Linked DNA regions of Mus musculus: all the other regions are linked to region 1. Evidence: chromatin contacts called from public Micro-C and promoter capture Hi-C data. All regions are on one chromosome and are shown on one strand. The core of a region is the stretch at or near the end of the contact, and the rest is flanking DNA. Distances in the headings are between cores, read along the strand shown.

Region 1 (3,284 bases), core at 528-3,027:
TGCGCCTGGATATGCACAGGTACATGGAGCACCTGGCACAAGGACATTTCCACCCCAAACATCAAAACACCCCATGACAGTCAGGCTTCCTGCCCTCCTAGGGAGAGGATGAAAAGTTTGACTGGAGTCTTGCATAGGGACCCTACAAGTTTAGATACAGAACACCCACAAGGCTTGGGGAAAAAAGGAAGGGAAGAAGAAAGCTGACTACAGCTAGAGCAGGGTGGGAAGAAAAGGTTGGCCCAGTCTGGAGACACGCCCTTTTGGTGACTCTGAAGGCAGCAATTACTGGAGAATTAAAGAGAGTGATTAGCCCTTTCCTGGTAGTGGTAGGAGCCCCTGAAGACCCACGTAATGAACCCATTTTGAGGCAGGAGCTGTTTGGGGAACAGTGCAGTCTCCAGCCTGGGGACTGTCAGATACACAACTAATGGGACACAGAGACATCCCGGACCCCCCAACCTTCTGCAACCAAGATCCTCAGCGCCTATGAAGGTGCTGGCACCAGGCTGCAGGCTGAGCAAATCCCACTTGGTTACAGGGAAAGATACACTCTTTCTTTTTGCTTTTTGAAACATACCGGATCCATCCTCTCCATAGTTGAAAAAAACTAGCAACTACTCCGGCAAGACACTTCCCCAGGTGTTAATTATTAAAGCGATGCCATCCTCCGCCCCGCCCCCCCCCCTTTCAGACAGATGGGACAAGGAACCGCGATGCCCGAACCGTAATGGCCAAACCGCACCAGTTACAGCATCAAATCTGCAAACCTGGAATCCCTTATACTCTCAGCTGGCTGACCGAAACCCCTAACAGAACCCCCAAAACCCCCCAGGATATGGCAGTAGGAAAGCCACCCCCAGCTGTCCCCAGCTTTGCCAAGCTTCCCTGTCTGCCGGGATGCCCTGGACTAGTGTGCACGCGGAAAACTGCACATTTCATGGCTTACAGAAAGAAGGGAGCTGGAAAGCAAAGAGACCAGGGTACAGAAGCGAGGTGGAAAGGCTGCCATTGCAATAGCAGATACGTGTACTATTTATTTTCATTTTTAAAATGCAGATTATATGGTGATTTACAGATTCTGGACATGCGGGGGTCAAGTTTGCAAGGCCATGATGGGTGAGTGTTTGGAGGGGACAGCTCCAAACCAAAGGGAACCAAAATGCAAGCGGCGGGGAGCAGGGACTTGGAGTGGGTTTTTTATTTTTAAGGATTTGGGGTTGTTGAAGGGATGGCTGGACCGGGCCACCCACGCTGTCATCTTTTGTGCCCTGGAAAGGGGACGCGGCGCCCCGCCCCCGCCCCGCCTTTGTCCGGCCCCATCGTCAACCCCCCCCACCCACCCCCAAAAAAACACACCCTCCTTTCCCAGGCACACAATCGTTTTGTCGATCAACAAACAGCAGCTTCGCCCGAACGGACAAAAGCGCGGCGTACTCCGCCGCCCTGAGGAGCCGAGTAGGCCGCAGCCAAAGCCTCGGCCTGGAGTGCGCGCGGCGGCCCAAGGTGCGGCGTGGGGGCAGGCATGGCGGCCGCGCGGCCCCCCAAAGGGGCCTGGAAGCTGCTGAGCGCCGCCACGGATCGCACACTCACTCACCTGGCGCAACGCGCGGCCCGGGCCGCAGACAGCAGGCTGAGCGGCGCGTGCCCGGCCGTCTCGCGTCGCCCCCGCCGGCCCTCACTCGCTCGCCCCGGCCACTGGGCTCCGAGCTTCGCCCGGTCTCTTTGCTCCTTCGATGGTTCGCTCGCTCGCGGCCGAGCCCTCAGCAAGAGCCCGGGGCGGGGAGGCGAAGCTTCAGAGGGGCGGGGCGACGGCTCCTACTCGGCCGCCATTGGGCATTCAGCCCACGCCCGCACGCTGATTGGTGGCGGCTGACAGCTCCACCCCTCCCCTCATCAACACCGAGCGGCCCCGCCCTCCGCGACCTGGGGCGGGAGCAGGCACTCGATTTCTTCCCTTCATTGGTCCAACCCCGAGGACGTGCCGGCACCCACTCACGTGCCTAGTGACCGGCTCAGCTTTCAGTGGGTACGAAGCATGCCCGTCAAGATGCACACAGCCAATCCGGCTGCGGTCGGGTGTAGGATAGCCCCGAGCTCACGCAGATTGACAAGCGCGTTCTCAGACTTTACTGAGACAAACGCGGATTGGTGTTTGGTACCGGTCTCTGGGTGCCGAATGGTTGCGACTGAATGTCAATCGCTGTCTTGCTGCTCCAGACTCCACCCTGTGATCGGGCGGCTGCTGAGTACGTGATTTCCTGCACAACATCAGCTCTGGGTCCGGAGACAGTGGTTCGAAACCCAGTAGTTCTAGATCTAGAGTCAGAATTTGAGCCCAGCTTTGCAAAAGGCCGAACTAGGGTAAGAGGATCTCAAAAGCGTTCCATATTGCCCTCCCCAAACGTTCATGAGTTCCCTAAAACGTGCGCGACTTGGTCCACCCCACCCCCCACCTTGAACTGATAGCTGTACCCATGGAAAGCGTTGCAATAACTCAGTGGAAGAGGATTCAATTATCTACTTCTCAAAATGTCCTAGGTCCTACTCTCTAGCTCAGCGTATTGCAAATTGGAGGCCTGGGCACCCAAATTCCAGCTACAGGTGTCCAAGCCCCTGCTCCACACAATTGTTTCCATCTCTTCATTGTGCGATGTGAAGGGAACAGCATCACCACACCAGTCACCCTGCACTCAAGAGCATTTAGTTAAGGTCTGATATCATCCCCATCAATATGCATTTATAATTTTAAATTTTTATTATTTTGTATATATGTGTGGTATATACCTCTACAGGTCAGAGGGCAACTCTGGAGTTTGTCATCTGGGTTGTTAGGCTTCACTGCAAGCTCTTTTATCCAGAGCCTGCTTTGCAAACTACCATTACGGCTTCTATACTTGAGCAAGCAGAGGTGACAACATTCCTGTTTTATGGGGTAGACTAGAAATCCTTCTACTTTAATATCTAACATCTGGAAAGTACCCTCCTTAGAGCAGGTTCTTTGTGCACCCAAGATATTTGTTCTACCCCCCTAGTCTGTTGCTAATTCACTAACTCTCAAGGTTACACATAAATTATTCCAAGCTAGACGAGTCTTGAATTGTTTCCATTGCTCTTCATTGTGCAATGTAAAGAGAACAGCCATCACCCACGCCAGTCACCATGTACTCAGAATTTGGACTACACCATCATCTTTAGTTACATTGAGCTGGAGGCCAGCCAGGGCAACTACATAAGACCCTGTCTCAGGTGAAACAGCTCAGTAAACTTGCCTTCTAGCCAGA
Region 2 (3,284 bases), core at 583-3,082, 500 kb before region 1:
TGCCAAGCCGAATGATCCTTGGAGGACACAGGGGAAAGGCAGAAAGTGTTCACAAGTTGTCATCTGATCACATGTGTATCATATCATGTACATATCACATCCTAAAGAAATAAATGTAAAAATACTAAAACTCTATGTAAGGAGTGAGCCAGCTGTATCGTCAGCGAGTGAGAGGCTTAGAACTCTGAGGTGTGTGGCTGAGATGAGAGGTTCTCTTTCCTTCCCATCCACAAGTGTCCCAGGTCTAGAAACCCTCCTGCACTTCTTTCCACAGTCTCCTTGCTAAAGACCAGGTTTCCAACCCATGAGCTCTGGGGACACACTTCTCAGTCTCTAAAACCAATGAGTTCTGAAGGGCCACAGTTTGGTCCAAACAGATTCAGGCTCATTCATGCATAGCCATTTGCCTCCATGATAGTTACAGTTGAGTCTATGGGACTGGGTCTCTCAGCACGGGGGTGGGGGTGGGGGTGGGGGATGGGGACCGGACACTAGCTTTGTAGTGTAGGCAGCCAACAAAGTGGTGTTGTGGCACCAGGCTTCCAGTTGCTCCAATATATTTATTTTGGAAACTCCAGTCCTAGAGGCAGCGTCTACTGCCTTTCTCGCGGCCTAAGTTCAGGATTTCATGAGTTAGACTGTGCACAAATGCTTGGTGGCACCTGCCTCTCACCCTAGTAGTCAAGGACCTAAGACAAAAAGAACATTAACTTGGACTACATAGTGGGAATCTAGTCTAGCTTGGACTACTTAGCAAGACCCTGACTCACCGCTTTGGGCACATAAGCCCAAATTACCCATGTTCACTGGTGCAATTGGACGTTCAATGAATGAATGAATGAATGAATGAATGGAGCTATGGTCTGACAGCTCCTCCGCACTTGGGTCTCTGGGTTTAAACCTTTCCTTTTGCGTTAACTTTTCATTCTGTTTGTGTCATCCCACCAAAATATAAGCTTTATGAAGAGTCCACATTGAGACCTGTATATATATATGAACCAGAGAGGACAGAGAAGCGAGATGGGGTGGGTGAGGAGTTGTCAGCTTAGCCAGGACTGGTGAACACACACCCATCATCCCAGCACTAGGAGATGGAGCCAGGAAAATCAGGTGTTGGAGGCCAGCTTAAGCGGTGTAGTGAGTGTATACAAGACACCGGCTCAAAAAAAAAAAAAAAAAAAAAAAAAAAAGGAGAAGCGCTGGAGAGGAGGCTTCTGCTCTTGCAGAGGACCCGGGATCGGTCCCTGCTCAATTAGGCGGCTCATAGCAGACGGTCACTCTGGTTCCAGGGCGATCCAACGCTCTCTTCGGGTCTTCATGCGCATTGCATGCACACGCATAGACAACAATCTTTAAAAAAAAAGTTTTCAGTTTGTGGACCATGAAAGAGCAGGCGCAAGGCCAGAGTCTGCTGCTCCCCTTAGACGGTGAGCGCCTCCGGTCTAGCGGAATCACCGTAACTCCGCAAAACACGCACTGCCACCAGTGGGCCCTCGCGCACCTCCTTAGAGCCAACCCTTCCCGGGAGCCGCGCGCCTCCCGCCAGGCCCCGCCCTCCTTCTCAGCGATTGGCTGGTATTCTACCCAAGGACCTGCCCCTTCACCTCTGACGGGCACTATGAAAGCCAATGGGGAGATCGCCCGCCCTCCCCGAGGCCGTTGGAGGCGGGCATGGGCGGGCCGTTGGAGGGGGCGGGGCGTGCAGCTTGGTAACCGTTGCCGGGCGCAACGCCCCGCCCCGTGAGGGCAGCGCGAGGCTGAGGCGGGCGGGCGCCTGCTGCGGGCGGGCGCTGCGGGCGGGCGGGAGGGCGGCGGGAGCCGGAGGAGGAGCGGCCGGCGCCGCCACCGCCGCCGCCATAGAGACTGTAGCCGTGGAGACTGTTACTTACCAACGCGGAGCGACACGCAGCGGCCGACGCCGCGGGAGCCGCTACCGGAACTCCCTGCCGAACTCCAGGTGAGCGGTGCGGGCCGGGGCAGGGGGCGGTGGCGGAGGGGGGGGGGACCCCGCTGGAGGGGGGTCGCGGGGGCGGGCGCGGCCGGACCCGGCGCCCCAACTTTGCAGACGCCAACCTCATCCAATCCTGATAGGCGCCTCTGATTTGGGGGAGCCCTGGGCTGGGTGGAACCCCTCTCACACTCTCAAAAGTTTGTAAAGTGAAGCGATCTCTTCTCGCCTTTGACGCACTAAATCTGACTTTGAGGAGCGGGGACTCCAGAAGACCCCTCCTTGTCTCTTACTCCACAACACCTGAAACTCGGAGGCGCCCTCAAACTAGTCAGTCCTCTCTTTGACTACTCCCAAAGCCTGAATTGGAGTTGCCCCAAACCCGCTCCTTGCTGTCATCCCCCTAAAACCTGAGTTGGGGGCTCCCACAGAGCCAGCCATTCTCGTCCAAGTCTGAAAACCCAGAGGCACCGTCTCCCTTTTATACTTATGAAATCGGGGTTCTGGCTTTTATCCATGTACTTAACTCCGAGGGTACTCTTCTGCTTGCCTCATAGTTCTGACCCTCGGGTTTCCTTCTTGACTTAGGATTTGGGGGCTCCGGCACCGTTTTCTTGTGCTTTGACCAAAATAGTCACTGCGTTTGTTCTGTTCTGGAAGGAACTCCTCCCTTCGCGTTTTCTTGCCCATCCCAAATACCCCCGGCGCCCCAAATCCTCGGACCACTCTCCCCTGGAACCCGACACCGCTGCGTTTGGGGGTCCTTTACCATGCCGCTCCGGGAAGCTCAAGCGCACCCATAGCGTCCTCTTTGCCGAGATCCCCAATCTAGAAAACTTTCCCGAAGGAAAATATTGTGTGAACCGTTTGTAGGAAGATCCAGGAGGCCGGGAGAGTGCGTGCGCAGCCCTCCTGTGCACAGGCAGCACATCCCAAAACACCGGATTGTCTTCCTCGCCCCTTTCCATGGGTCATATCCGAGTTCGCAGTTGGGATTCGCTAGGGCTGCGGTTGTTTCCTTGGACCCTAGAGAGCTCGGTTCCGGACAGAGCCCCCTAGGGTGGCGGGGAGGGGAGTTGGGGCGGGGAACGCACCAAGAAACAGCTGGGACCGCTGTCTCTCCTGAGACTTCACCCCTACTTTAGTACGTCTCCGGAACACTCCGGTACTCAGGTCCCCCAGGAAAAATCCTACAACGATTGAGTGTTAATAAATGTAACTTTATTAGCATGTACATAAGTGTGGCCTTCTCCTGTGTGTATAATGTGTTGTAATCATAACCACCACTCGCCTCTCTTGACCCTGATGACCCCCACTCCTCCAGCCCTGGCTTGCT
Region 3 (3,284 bases), core at 297-2,796, 440 kb before region 1:
GCACCCGACTGCTCTTTCAAAGGTCAGGAGTTCAAATCCCAGCAACCACATGGTGGCTCACAACCATCTGTAACGAGATCTGACTCCCTCTTCTGGAGTGTCTGAGGACAGCTACAGTGTACTTACATATAATAAATAAATAAATAAATAAATAAATAAATAAATAAATAAATCTTTTTAAAAAAAAAAGGTAAATTGAAATAGCTGAGCACATCTTTAATCCCAGAACTTGGGAGTGCTCTCTGAGTTCAGGACCAGCCTAGTTTACAGAGTGAGTTCCAGGTCAGCCAGGGCTACACAGAGAAACCCTGTCTCAAAAAAACCAAAAATAAATAAATTCAAGTGTGATGTGTAGATAGGCTGAGGGTCAATGACTTTGAAGGCAGCACCAGGGGCCAAGGCAAGGCACTACTAGGTCGAGTCCCTGTAGGTCAAGGGTCATATATATTTGTCACAGCACAGCATCTTCAGACTTTAAGCCAAGCCTGTAGAGCCACCCCTCACCTGGAGGAAGGACGGGCAGAGCCTGTCCTTGTCGTAGTGTGCTGGCTTCACATGGGGCCGGCTTTTGTTTTGGCCACGGGCCCTCTTGGGCACCTGCCTTTCACGGGATTCAATTGCCACCTCTGTCTTCCCATTTTCCTGCCCATCTTCCAGGCGAATTCTTTTGGCCCCTGGCTCAGCTGGGTCTCCTGTGGGCACTTCCTGGCATGCACCCTCCTGCTTGTCTCCATCCAGATATTCGTGGAACCGTTCTTTGGTTGTGCGGTACCTGCCAGAGCGGGAGAGGCTCGATGTGCACAGGGAAAGGGGCTTGGGGGCTAATGCCAAGCTCACGTGCTCCTGCTTGCAGGAAGCTTTCCCTACTTAGAACCAGCCAGTTTTCACCCAGTGCCACGGGGACACCTGTTTTACACTTGAAGGAGCCATTTGTGTCTCTGCTCTGAGAACTGAATTGCCTTAAGGGTTGCGACACACAAATATCAATATCCTTGGTAGGCTACGAAGGAACTACAAACCCCAGCATGCTTGGCAGCGAGACTCAAGCTACCACCCTTCCCAGGTCTTTCGCTGCGAGCCATTTTTTTTTCCCTCGTGGAGACTACAAGCCCCACCATGCACCTCGGGCCCTGCTTCTGGTTCCCCAAAGCTGCCTATGTGCACAGCCGGCCTCATGGCTTGTGACAACCAACACATGTTACACTCGTGTGTCAGCAGAAGGTAGGTAAAGACTTTGGCGCCTCCGGGATGCCGCTCTCCAGGATGCCGCCACACCTCCCAGCATGCACCACTCGCACCCGCCACGGACGCCGGGAAGGCCACATCAGCTTCGCTGACGGGCGCCAGCGACTCACTGAGCTTTAATGGGCGCCACCCCCCGTTCGCACGCGCCAACCCCGGAGTCACCGCCACCACCGCTCTCCGCTGCCGTCTCCGCCATCGATGCCCCTCACACCAGCTCTGGAGTGTGGCAGGAAAGTCTTCCGGGTCGCTCGTGTCCTCTGGAGCCTACAGAAAGAAATGCGCACGCTCAGACTACAGCAATGCTGCTAAGGCGCGCGTGCGCACGACCGTGGGGGCGGGGGGGGGGGGGGCCAAGGCTGCGCAGGAAACGGAAGTGCTCAAGGGTCCCGGAGGGGTTCTTGTCGGTCATCCGTGGGTCACTCTTGATCCGTGGAAGTGAATCTGGGGGTGTGGGTGTGGGTGCAGCTCACACTCACCTACTCTGCTTCTGTCCCTTTTACAAACGAGTCTGTTATTTTATAATAAAAAACCGCAGCCCGAGCGGTGTTGCGCACGCCTTTAATCCCAGCACTGGGGAGATCGAGTCAGGTGAATCATGAGTTCGAGGCCAGCCTGGTCTATAGAGTGAGGTCCAGAACAGCCTGAGCTACTCAGAGAAACCGTGTCTCAGAAGACAAACAAAAAATACCAACAGCTTTGAAGGATCAAATGACTTCACGGGGACACGCTGTCCTTTGACAGTGCCCTTCGTGAGCCACTGTGGCCCATAAACGCGTGGCAATTTGAATTATTTTTATTGTACTGCCTTTTCTTTTCTTTTTTCTTTTTTTTTTTTTTTTTGAGACAGCGTCTCACTATGTAGCCCAGGCAAGCCTCAAACTCAGAAATCCTCCTGCCTCTGCCTCCCAAGTGCTGGGATTAAAGGTGTGTGCCAGCGTTACTTTGAAAGTGACATTTACTCATCTATTGTGTGTGTGTGGGTCTCCTGTGTGTCACCCTTATGTGGAGGTCATATGACAATGGGGGGCGGGGGTCCCTGCATCCCCATGTCGGTCCCGGGATTGAACTCAGCCCCTTGAGCCTGACATCAGGCACTTCTCCGATCCTGCAATTACTATTTTAATAAAAATGTGCTTAAACATGTAAGAACAGCACTTGGGTGGATCGGGAGGTAGTGTTTTGTTTTTGTTTTGGTTTTTTTTTTTTTGGGGGGGGGGGAGGGGGTCGAGACAGGGTTTCTCTGTATAGCCCTGGCAGTCCTGGTGTTTGAGGCCAGCCTGAGCTACATGTCTCAACCAAAGCCAAGTCAAACCAATCAGTATTTAAATTTATTTAATTCATGGAGATGGGGGTCTCACCCTGTAGCCCAGGCTGTCCCGCAACGCACGAACTAGACTCTGCTGGTTGTATAACATAAGGGGAAACAGGCCCAGAGAGGTAAAGCGATTAATTAGCCTTAGACCACAATAGCACCCTGTTTGCGCCATTGCTCTCTACCGTCCCTACTGGGCAAGATGGGAATAACAATGCATTTTAAGGCTGAGGCTCCTTTGTAGCGTCTACAATTGGGTTGTGATAAGGACACGCTCTTGGAAGAAACAGGGCTGCAAAGGGCAACGACAGAAACAAGATCCCTTCCTCAAAGCAACTCCGTCCTCTTCTGTGCAAGGCAACCCAGGCTGGCTTCCCGCAGGAGGCGTGACAGCCTGGCAGTTGATAACTGTGAAACCGTACAGACCGTTAACCATGAGGTGCAGCATTCATGGTGATGTGAATACAATGGTGCTGGATCCTTACGGGGAGCTCAGCAGCTAGTGAGGGTTTACTGTCCGCCAGGCCCGGTTCCAACCCTGAGCACAGACTAGCATCTGGGCCTCCATTTCTCCTCCTACCCCACCCCTAGTCCTTCCGCGTCCAAGGATGACCTACTCCGTACCCTTTTGAGAACCAGCCTTCCGTCCTAGTCTCCTCCAGGTACACCATTCCACCTAACACGGAAAATAGAGCCCCCCCCCTTTCCTCCTCGGCCAGTTTCCACA
Region 4 (3,284 bases), core at 251-2,750, 340 kb after region 1:
AGAGCAAGTCTTGAGCCAGCAAGGGCTGCAGAGAGAAACCCCATCTCACAAAAGAAAAGGCAAGGGCTATGCAGACGGGGAAACCAAGGTGTGGAGAGTCCCCAGCAGACAGAGGGGTGCCTCCTGGCCTCTCCCCTGCACCCACATCTGCAGACAGGAGCAGACTGTTCACCTCTACATTCAGCAACATCTGCTTCAGGGAGTAGATGAAGGTCTGCGTCTCCTCATTCTTCATGGCCAGGGTAGTGATGATTTTTCTTAGCGCCTCCTGGGGGACAGAAGGAACATGGGGCAGCAGGTTGGGGGAGCGCTGTCCTCCAGGAATACAGGTCTGATGTGAGGCTGTGAGATTCCCATAGTAGAGAAGAAAACTGGAGCCCACAGAGCCTCTCAGGGACAGACTTTGAGCACTGAGCTTATTTGGTTTTGACTTTGGGTGTGTGTGTGTGTGTGTGTGTGTGTGTGTGTGCACATATGTATGCATGCACATGCATGTGGAGGCCAGGGGTCAATGTTGGCTGTCTTCCTCTCTCAATGTCCACCTATTACTTGAGTATGGTTTCTCAGTGAGCCTGGTCTAGGCCAGCTGCCATCGAGCCCCAGGGATCCTCCTGTGTCCGTGTCCCTAGGGCTGGGGCTGTAGTGTATGCAGCTACACACTAAACTAGCTTCCTACGTGGGCGTTGGGAACTTGAACTCAGGTTCTCACATTTGCATAGCAAACACTTTACCCACTGAGACACCTCCACAGCTCCTTGTTCAGTTTTGGAGACAGAGTCTCACTGTGTAGCCTAGGCTAGTCTTGAACTAACATCTACCTCTTGCCTCTACCTCTAGAGGATAGGACACAGGAGTGTACCACCAGCAACCCAGGCCAGTAGGTGCATCTTTAAAGCTGAAGGTGAGCTGCACCGAGAGAGTAGTCTGGGCAAGGCGAGTCCCAGAGTCCAACTGAGTATATGGAGAAACAAACTTCTCCTGGGAGAGGCGTGATAGGCAGGGGTCCGCCTGGGAAGTGGACGGGTTTCACTTGGGCAGCTGGAAGGTCTTGCTTGTGAAGGACTGGGCAAGGAGAGGAGGATCCTCTGGGAAAGCAGGTGGAGGACACCAGAAGCCGGTTCCCACCCAGGGTGGTGGGGCTGGGCCCTGCGTAGCTTGGGTTGGTGACCTGTGGGGTGGATTAGGATCCCAGGCTAGGATGACGAGATGCTGAGGGAGGGCAGGAGCGGGGAGGAGAGGTAGGGGGTCTGCGTGTTAACAGGAGCCGCTGTGCGGGCGGCCCGTGCGGGGGGAGGGGCGCTGCGGCATCACCTGGTCCCCTCCCTGTTCCCAATCCCTGCATTTCTCCAGGTCCTACCCTCTGGTCTTCCATAGTTGCAGCCCCCTGTTGCCTTGGCCTGGCCGCGGGTCCCCTTCAGCTGGTTCTCCAAACCCTTAAAGTTCCTTGGACGCAGACAGCAGCCAACTAGCCTTCCGTGCCCTCGCCGCCTCCGCCGCCGCGCCCCCTGCTCAGCGCTCCATCACTACATGTACTACGCATGCGCGAGCGACCGGCGCTGCTTGGGAAATGTAGTTGTCTTCCTCCGGAGCTTGGGTTATCCCAGTGTAATACTGGGAGGGATGAGGAAGCCCTCAGGCGGAAGGCAGGATATCTGAGTTTGGCCTCTTATCCTGTCTTGTGAACTCAGGACTATCCCTTACTCACCTCAGATTGATCCGGTTTGCTATTCAAATTGGCACCCAGGGTGCCCACCCTTTCCTACCCTGAGAGCTGTCCTTCGGTGGCCCACATGCTTGCCACTTACTGCTTGTACAACCAACCAGAATAGAGCCATTATGGTCGCACAGTGAGACAAGGTCCTATACATCCCCCAAAGCCTCAGATTGTATCTTCCCCTAGAAACCTTTCTACCAGCCCTTGCTCTTCAGGGCTAGACATATTTATCTAAAGAGTTCATCTGCTATTAGCCCGGCAAAGGCTGAGGCAGAGTTTCTCAACCACATTGGGGTCAAATGACTTCTTCACAGGGATCGCCTAAGACCCTTGGAAAACAAAAATATTTACGTTATGATTCATAACAGTAGCAAAATTATGGGTATGAAGTAGCAATGAAAAATTTTATGGGTGGGGGGTCACCACAACATGAGGGACTATATTAAAGGGTTCAAGCATTAGGAAGGTTGAGGACCACCAGCCTGGGGCTTCATCAACCCCAGGGTCTTTAAACACTGCCCTCCCCCCACTCCTAAGAAAATAGGTCATGGTTGTGATTGGGTATGAGACAACTCTCTTGGTCAACTATTACAGTATTGGCCACTGACCCCAGAGTGGGGCTGAGGCTGGAAGTTGACTGTGAGAACCACTCACCACTCAAAGCCTCCGCTTCTGCCCAGACCTTGCAGGTGGCCATGAGAACCTGTAAGAGGCAGACTTGGCCTGGACAGGTTAAGACCACTTCATTCACAGAGAGGTCCTAACCTTCCAGCGGGAATGAAGATGGCATAATTGGCTGGGGATGTCTGTGCACTCACTGCCCACCAGGAGTTACAGCTGCCCTTATGGTTTGACTGAGAACAGGGTGACTTGATTTTCCTACCAGAGGAGGTCTCTCTCTCTAAAGCCCAGACTGGCCTGCAACTCAAGAGACTCCCTGCCTCTGCTTCCCGAGTGCTGGGATTAAAGGTGTGCGCACCACACCCGGCACAATGGCAACAGCGGTGACACTGATGGTTATTACCTGTGTGACCCCAAAGTTACCACAGAATTCTGCTGACATGGCCTAGCCCCATGCCCAGAACTGCAGACTGCAACAAGGGAAAGACTTGAGACCCCGGAACTTAGACAGGGGATTCCTAACTTATGTTGCCCAGGCTGGCCTTATACTCCACGTGTAGCCAAGGCTACCCTGTGTGAAGGTATTAGATTCCTTAGAACTGGAGTTATGGATAGTTGTGAGCTGCCATGTGGGTGCTGGGAGTTGAACCAGGTCCTCTGGAAGAGCAAACAGTGCTCTTTAGTGCTGAGCCATCTCTCCAGCCTTACCCTGGAAGTCTTGATCCTCCTGCCTTTACTGTGTTGGGATAACAGGTGTGCCCCACCATGTTTGTGTTAGGGGGTGCTAGAGTTGGAACCCAGGCCTTGTGTGCTCTGGAAGAGTGCCCACCCCACTGAGCCCTGGGCTCTCATCTCTCACCACCCCTCTGTCTCACACTCTGCCCTTGCTTTTCCTCTGCATCCTTTGTATATTTCTGTAGAATCTTCAAAGAGGTTTCCATTTCCACCA
Region 5 (3,284 bases), core at 219-2,718, 300 kb before region 1:
CAACTGCCTTTTGGGTGTGATGAGCCACTTGGGAGGTTGAGGTAAGGCATTGTATTCAGACACAGATCCGGCTATGTTGCACAGGCTGGCTGCAAAACTCACAGCAAGGGACTGCCTTGCTGAACTCCAGTGATGATAATCTAGAATTCAGGGCTTAAGAACTGAGGTCCCCAGGGGACAGTTAGTTAGCAGCCTCCACGACAGGATGGCTTTCTGAGCTGGGCACCAAAAGTGGGAGACTTTTCCTTTCTCAGCAGGGCTTCCCTGTCTCTTCCTGTCTTTGTTTGGACAGTGTCCTTAAACACAGGTGGCTGGCCTCTGAAAAGTGACCAGCTGCAGAACTCAGCACACACAGCCTGTTCTGGCTTCCCACCCACATGACCCATTGGCCCTTTCCACCTGTACCCCTCAAAAAAGCCCTTAAAGCCGGGCGTGGCACACGCCTTTAATCCCAGCACTCGGGAGGCAGAGGCAGGCGGATTTCTGAGTTCGAGGCTAGCCTGGTCTACAAAGTGAGTTCCAGGACAGCCAGGGCTATAAAGAGAAACCCTGTCTTGAAAAAACCAAAACCAACCAACCAACCAACCAACCAACCAAAAAAACCCCCAAAACCAAACCAAAAAGCCCTTAAATACGCTCTCATCCCTGGAAGAATACAGCAGACATCCCACTGCAGTAGTCTCCAGAGATCATTTTGTCCATATTCATGGCTGTCTGAACCCTCCTCTCCACCTCTGCCCCTTTTGTCCCCTCAGGCTGGTGACCTCCGGGGAGAAAAGTGGGAAGGAGGAGGGCATACAGAGACATACTTGCATGTTAGCGATCAGAGACACTGCTCACCATGGCACTAAGCACAGCATACTTCCCAACATGCACTCAGCCTCAACAGCCCATGGCACTGCTGCTGAGCCAGGTAGGGATGGATGGTGGGACAGATTGCAGACTGCACAAGGAACTTAGGTTTGACGCATGTCCAAAGCCCTGGCTCCACACCCAGAAATGGATTTTAGTGATTTGCTTGGGAGAGATATGCCAAATTTGATTTCTACAATTGGGCTGGAGGGTATGCCTGGGCTCCAACAAGAACCAGCCCCATTCCTCCTGTCATAAACCTCCCAGCAGGGCTGGAGAGATGGCTCAGTGGTTAAGAGCACTGACTGCTCTTCCAGTGGTCCTGAGTTCAATTCCCAGCAACCACATGGTGGCTCACAACCATCTGTAATGGGATTTAATGGCCTCTTCTGGTGCGTCTGAAGACAGCTACAGTGTATTCATATAAATAAAAAAAATAAAATTGAAATATCATTTAAAAAAAAAAAAAACCTCCCAGCAGCAATCCAACCCAGTTAGGCAGTTGTACCGGCACAGTGTGTGAGCCCTGACCATGGTGGCCACTGCTGCTGCTAGCATCAACACCAGCATCTTGCCTGGTTCTCCACAGCTAACACTGCTCTTCAACCGCCAAGCTTGAGAAAGTGTCTGAGCATGCGTGAGGTTAGGCCGCTTCTCTCCTACCCGCCTCTTGTCTGGGCACGCGCACCAGGTAAGAAGGCCACTAGCAGGACCTTTTGGACGTGTCGGACAAAAGCCCGGTTAGGTCTACGCAGAGGAAACTGGAAGGAGTGGGCATGCGCAATATGGAAGCAGAGCTCGCACATTTCAAACCTGAAAATTACACCCAGGTTCCCAGATCCATAAGTCAAAATCCAAAGCATGCCCAAACTTCAAGGAGGTCACCACAGCACTAGCATGAGCACACGTGGGTGTGGAAGCAGAGCTTTGGGCATGCATCAATCCACTCCCTGCTTTGTGGAGCCGGAGCATGCACACGGGTCTCTTGGGACGTGTCCTGGAAGCTTCAGTGTTTTGGTAAGTGCCTCACGGACCACTGACAACAAAGGCAACGCTGAGCAGGCGCACCTGCGCACGGCCTTTAGCATGCATACTATACGAGAGGCAAAAGCCCTCCAAGCACGCCTCCTCCAGTGTGGAGTGAAGATGCCACCAACTGCGTAGGGAGATGTAGTAAAACCTGTTGTTGTGTATCAACAAAGAACGCTGAAAAGACTAAAGTTAAAGGAGGGGTGCGCTGTACTTTTCTTCCGATGCCTTCAGAACACAGAATTTACCCTGTAAAACCTTTTTGATGGCAGTAGAAAAACAGAACGCAGTACTAAGGTACAGCTTGGACAGGACAAACCAGTAGTTGTAGGAACTGGGAGGGGCCACGCTTCTTCCAGGCCCCCTTCCTAGAGCGATGCCCCCCGCCCCCTCCGCACAAGCTCCAGTCTGGAGTCACCGCTCTGGCCACGCCCCTATGTCAAGCCCCGACCTTTGAGCCCGCCTTCGGCCATATCCCTGATTCCAGTTCCTCCAATCCCTGCCTGGTGGAGCGCCCCCCATTCGGACCACACACCAGTCCTGCTTTCTCCGTCATGTTTCCTCAAGCTTACTACACCTCTCACTTTTTCATCCAGATCCTCAAAGTCCTCTCTAGAACATCCTTCATCGGGCCACGCCCCCTTGCCGTCCAACTCCAAGCCCCGCTCTGAGCCTTGAACCACGCCCCTACTCCGCCCTCCCATCCCCAAACCCAGTCTCCCTCTGACCACGCCCACTCACTCACCTTATTCAAGCTCCGCCTCTCCAGCCCGAAGCACGCGAGCGTCATCACGTGCGCAAACGGGGGGCGAGCAGAGATGACGTAAGTGCGGTGCGCCGTCAGTATGGCTGTTCCATGGCGGCGAGCACAGGCTACGTGCGGCTCTGGGCCGCTGCGCGGTGCTGGGTTCTGCGGCGGCCGCTGCTGGCTGTCACCGGAGGCCGGGTCCCGAGCGCGTCCGGGTCGTGGCTGCGCCGAGGATGTCGGGCCTGCGACATGTCAGCTCCCTGGGGCGGCCGCGTTCTTCCCGGCGGGGTCCAGTGGCGGGGGCTGTGGGACTCGGGCAACCGCGGTGGCAGCGACGAGACCTCCGAGGGCGGTGCGGAGGACGGGGCCACGGCGAGCACCGGGGAAGGCCCGGTCGTCACAGCGCTCGCGCCCATGACCGTCCCGGATGTGTTTCCTCACCTGCCGCTCATCGCCATCACCCGCAACCCTGTGTTCCCGCGCTTTATCAAGATCGTGGAGGTAACCAGAGCCCCCGCTCCCCTGCTCTGCTAGCGGGACCGAGTGGTCTCTCAGCTCCCTCGCGTCTAAGAAACTTTTGGAACCGCACTCCTGCTTGTCATCGCACCACTCTGAGGCAAGAGGATACCACAGTCCTTGGTGGCTCACTTGGACA
Region 6 (3,284 bases), core at 470-2,969, 280 kb before region 1:
CGCCTTCCGTGTGTGAGCCTTAGTGGGACATAATGAAGATGTCCTGCTGCCAACATCCTTCCTTCTTCCTCAGACCACTCACTCTGGTCATTCTGGGAGTGGGGGGAAAACAAAGCCCTGGGCCCCTTAAAGGGTCCTCCAGGAGCCAGTCCAAACTGCCCAGTCTGCTCAGCTTTGTCCCAGGTCCTGGGCCTGTGCACTGGCTGAGTTCTTGCTTGGACGCTCTTCCCTAAAACTTACTTCTTTCAAATCTTAGGTCCAAAGATACACTGTCTAAGCGCTACTGGCAATGCCACATGCTACCTTGCCATGTTCTAGGCTCCTCTCACCCATTCTTAGTCATGAGGGTTGGTTTATTTTAGTTCTGGGTGAAAAGGAGAAAATGTCACCATAGACACTGGACATGTCTGTAAAAGCAGGAATGAGGAGGCCCAGGCAGGAGAATTCAGCTTTGGTCCATATGAGTTCCAGACCAATCACGTACAAAGAATAAGACCCCGTCTAAAAAAGAAAAAAACCCACAAAGCTGGGTGATGGTGGAACACACTTTAATACCAACACTTAAGAGGCAGATGCAGGCAGAGCTGTGAGTTCGAGGCCAGCCTGGGCCACAAAGTGAGTTCCAGGACAGCCAGGACTGTTAGACAAACCTTGCCTCAAAACAAGCAAGCAAACAATAACCAACCAAAGGCAAACCAAACCAAACCCAACACAAAAATAAGTAATAAAGAAATAAAGTTGTGTGTGGGGGGGGTCTTGTGTATGGTTGAATCGGAATGACCCCTACAGTTTCATGTATTTGAATGCTTGGTCCCCATTTGGTAGAACTGTTTGGCAAGGATTAGGAGATAAGTTTTCTTGGGGCAGGGGTGACAGTGGTGTGGACTTTAAGGTTTCAAAAGCCCACACAATACCCTGTAGTCTCTTTCAGCTTATGAGCCACAATGTAAGCTCTCAGCTGCTGCTCCAGCGCCATCCCGGTTTGCCTGCTGTCATGCTCCGCGTTACGATGGTCATGGTCCTCTGAAACTGGAAGCAGAAAACTTTTCCTTCTATTGAGTTGCCTTGGCCATGGTGCTTTGTCAGGACAACTGAGAAGTAATTAGGACAATAGGTCTCCATAGACAATTACAAGGCATCCATGCATCCATGGTGCACATCTGCTCAAGCTCACCTTGCAACCGAACAGGGATCTACATGATGTCCACTTGGCCGCTAACCCCTCCTGCGGCACTTCGCACCCCAGTGTGGCTCCTTGTACTCCGGACCACCCACCGCCAACCCGTTCTCACATGACCCCAAGACTTCTACCCGGCAGGGATCCTCCAGCGCCTTGGCCTTGGCAAGTCAACAACCTTGGCAAGCGTCCATCTCACAGGCCATCTGTAGCCTCTCCAAGCTTCCTAGGTTAGAGCCACACCCCTAACCGCTCACGTGAACCAAAGGCCTGCTTCTCTGGAACAATCCAGCCCTCGCGTTGCCGTGGTAACCATCACTTAGGCTTGCTTCACCTGGGGGACACTCAATTCTCCGCGCGGGCGCGGGGAATCCGACCAGTGTCTTCCGAGGGCTCGTCTCTGTCGTGCCTCCAGACTACATTTCCCAGGAGCCTTCGCGGCCTAGCCCTTCTTTGGTCTTCCGCCTAACTAATACATTTCCCAGAAAGAATTGCGGCAGCCACGGACCTCGACCTACAAGAGTCTAACTCCATTGCGGCTGACAGCGACCACTACATTTCCCAGGAGTCTCAGCAGCGACACCAACCGGAAGCGGCGGGCGAATTACTTGTCCTTGCGCGGCGAGTGAAGCGAGAGACTAACCATGGTGGCTCGAGTGTGGTCGCTAATGAGGTGCGTGGACAATCGTGGAGGCCCTGAGAAAGTTCGGGGCTGTAGGCATCTCTGCCTCGTGGCTTAGGGTCCTGCGACGGCTCACTTCCGGTTGTTACGGACCTTTCTCACGGTCTGTGTAGGGAAACTGGCTTCAGCCAGCCCTTATCACCCTACTGCTTCAATTTACTCTTAGGTGCAATTCAGATGCGTAGGCAATCCTGCCCATCTCCCTCCGTAGCTGACTTGAGTAACTTGCGGGGAAGCTCCGCCAGACACCCTGGAAGGTTTTGTACCAGGGATCTTGAGTGTCCATTATCCTTTGCAGGGTTTCGAATGACCCACCCTGTCTCTCTTTAAGACTCCGTTTACTGCTAAAAGTCGTGTCACAAAGGCAAATGAAATGATCAACTGGCCGGGAGTGGTGGCACACGCCTTTAATCCCAGCACTTAGGAGGCAGAGGCAGTCGGATTTCTGAGTTCGAGGCCAGCCAGGTCTACAGAGTGAGTTCCAGGACAGCCAGGGCTACACAGAAACCCTGTCTCGAAAAACAAAACAACAACAACAAAAAATGATCAACTGTCTGATCTCTGAGATCCTGCCCCCCACAGCGTCTCCCTTCATGTATTCCTGAAGGTTCCTCATTAAGGGAAGTGTGGCTGGAGGAGCAGTCTACCTTGTTTATGACCAGGAGCTGCTGGGGCCTAGTGACAAGAGTGAGGCTGCCCTGCGGAAGGCCGAGGAGGTTGTGCCACCAGCAATGTACCAGTTCAGCCAATATGTGTGCCAGCAGACAGGTCTGGAGATGCCACAGGTACCTTGGCTGGGAGTGGGTGGCCTACAGGTTGCTTCTGGGTGTCCTTGGGGCCTCCTCCACCCCTGCTTGGTGGAGTTTTGTGTTTCTGGGTTTGGGAGACAAGGCTGTGACCTGTTTCCCGTGTCAGCCCGTGTTCCTCTTTCTTCCCAGCTCCCAACCCCTCCAAAGATTAAATTTCCAAACTTCCGTGATTCCTGGAACTCAGGTAGGCCCCTATGCCCCTGCTTGGGGGGATGCCTGGGCACCCCAGCCTCTCTCCCAGCCCTGTTTACCTCATTGACCCTTTCTACTCCTCCATGTTTTCCTGTTTGTGTGCCTGTATATCACCTATGGAACTAAGTAGAAAGGACTGGGTATGGTGGCCCATGATTGTGACTTTAGTATTTGGGAGGCCGAGGCAGGAAAATTGTAGTTTCAAGGCCAGCTTGATCTATAGCCAGGACTACACAGGGACATCCTTTCTCAAAAATAGGAAAAACAAAATACTTAAAAAAACCCTAAGGGGTTGGGGTTGTAGATCAGTGGTAAAGATCTTTCCTAGCATGCATAAAGCTCTGGGTCCTGTCGTCAGCACCCCATAAATCAGGCATGGTGTTTGTAGGTCTGTCATCTCAGCACTCAGTGCAGGCAAGAGAAT

The links. Promoter capture Hi-C pulls out the DNA fragments that hold promoters and counts their contacts. Hi-C and Micro-C count contacts between places; a contact is called where the count stands out from the background.
Region 2: a contact with region 1 is called in a Micro-C map of embryonic stem cells, with 5 times the contacts expected there. The contact joins the promoter of Rfx2 here to the promoter of Kdm4b in region 1. A contact is called at or near these places in 3 of 39 promoter capture datasets (cranial neural crest, erythroid cells and pre-B cells) and 2 of 484 Hi-C or Micro-C datasets (CD4 T cells and embryonic stem cells).
Region 3: a contact with region 1 is called in a promoter capture Hi-C map of embryonic stem cells, with 4 times the contacts expected there. The contact joins the promoter of Dus3l here to the promoter of Kdm4b in region 1. A contact is called at or near these places in 7 of 39 promoter capture datasets (the C10 cell line, cranial neural crest, embryonic stem cells and 3 more), 4 of 115 datasets of contacts at active chromatin or transcription factors (acute myeloid leukemia, bone marrow-derived macrophages, embryonic stem cells and 1 more) and 1 of 9 other capture datasets (liver).
Region 4: a promoter capture Hi-C map of neural stem cells shows a contact between it and region 1. The contact joins the promoter of Fsd1 here to the promoter of Kdm4b in region 1. A contact is called at or near these places in 1 of 39 promoter capture datasets (neural stem cells), 1 of 484 Hi-C or Micro-C datasets (cerebellum) and 2 of 9 other capture datasets (adipose tissue and liver).
Region 5: a promoter capture Hi-C map of embryonic stem cells shows a contact between it and region 1. The contact joins the promoter of Catsperd here to the promoter of Kdm4b in region 1. A contact is called at or near these places in 21 of 39 promoter capture datasets (the 3T3-L1 cell line, 3T3-L1-derived adipocytes, the C10 cell line and 13 more), 1 of 15 datasets of contacts at CTCF or cohesin (the NIH/3T3 cell line), 2 of 484 Hi-C or Micro-C datasets (CD4 T cells and embryonic stem cells), 25 of 115 datasets of contacts at active chromatin or transcription factors (the 230-238 cell line, the HPC-7 cell line, bone marrow-derived macrophages and 16 more) and 3 of 9 other capture datasets (adipose tissue, embryonic stem cells and liver).
Region 6: a promoter capture Hi-C map of embryonic stem cells shows a contact between it and region 1, with 5 times the contacts expected there. The contact joins the promoter of Micos13 here to the promoter of Kdm4b in region 1. A contact is called at or near these places in 18 of 39 promoter capture datasets (the 3T3-L1 cell line, the C10 cell line, the HPC-7 cell line and 11 more), 1 of 15 datasets of contacts at CTCF or cohesin (the NIH/3T3 cell line), 4 of 484 Hi-C or Micro-C datasets (B cells, CD4 T cells, bone marrow-derived macrophages and 1 more), 23 of 115 datasets of contacts at active chromatin or transcription factors (the HPC-7 cell line, T-cell acute lymphoblastic leukemia, bone marrow-derived macrophages and 14 more) and 5 of 9 other capture datasets (adipose tissue, embryonic stem cells, liver and 2 more).

What each region holds. Positions count from the first base shown.
Region 1 is chr17:56,324,543-56,327,826 of GRCm38.p6, reverse strand. Kdm4b (lysine (K)-specific demethylase 4B) reads right to left here and starts at 1,777. Exons shown (of 23, transcript NM_172132.3): 1 at 1,598-1,777.
Region 2 is chr17:56,829,556-56,832,839 of GRCm38.p6, reverse strand. It overlaps Rfx2 (regulatory factor X, 2 (influences HLA class II expression)), which reads left to right and starts at 1,832. Exons shown (of 17, transcript NM_009056.2): 1 at 1,832-1,957.
Region 3 is chr17:56,763,013-56,766,296 of GRCm38.p6, reverse strand. Dus3l (dihydrouridine synthase 3-like (S. cerevisiae)) reads right to left here and starts at 1,546. Exons shown (of 13, transcript NM_144858.2): 1 at 1,356-1,546; 2 at 505-772. The coding sequence starts at 1,441.
Region 4 is chr17:55,984,727-55,988,010 of GRCm38.p6, reverse strand. It overlaps Fsd1 (fibronectin type 3 and SPRY domain-containing protein), which reads right to left and starts at 1,500. Exons shown (of 13, transcript NM_183178.2): 1 at 1,358-1,500; 2 at 173-268. The coding sequence starts at 1,372.
Region 5 is chr17:56,626,327-56,629,610 of GRCm38.p6, reverse strand. Catsperd (cation channel sperm associated auxiliary subunit delta) reads right to left here and starts at 1,468. Exons shown (of 22, transcript NM_175350.3): 1 at 1,361-1,468. The coding sequence starts at 1,422. It overlaps Lonp1 (lon peptidase 1, mitochondrial), which reads left to right and starts at 2,708. Exons shown (of 18, transcript NM_028782.2): 1 at 2,708-3,130. The coding sequence starts at 2,738.
Region 6 is chr17:56,608,206-56,611,489 of GRCm38.p6, reverse strand. Micos13 (mitochondrial contact site and cristae organizing system subunit 13) reads left to right here and starts at 1,719. Exons shown (of 4, transcript NM_153152.4): 1 at 1,719-1,850; 2 at 2,467-2,644; 3 at 2,798-2,852. The coding sequence starts at 1,822. It also overlaps a transcript of Rpl36 not described here.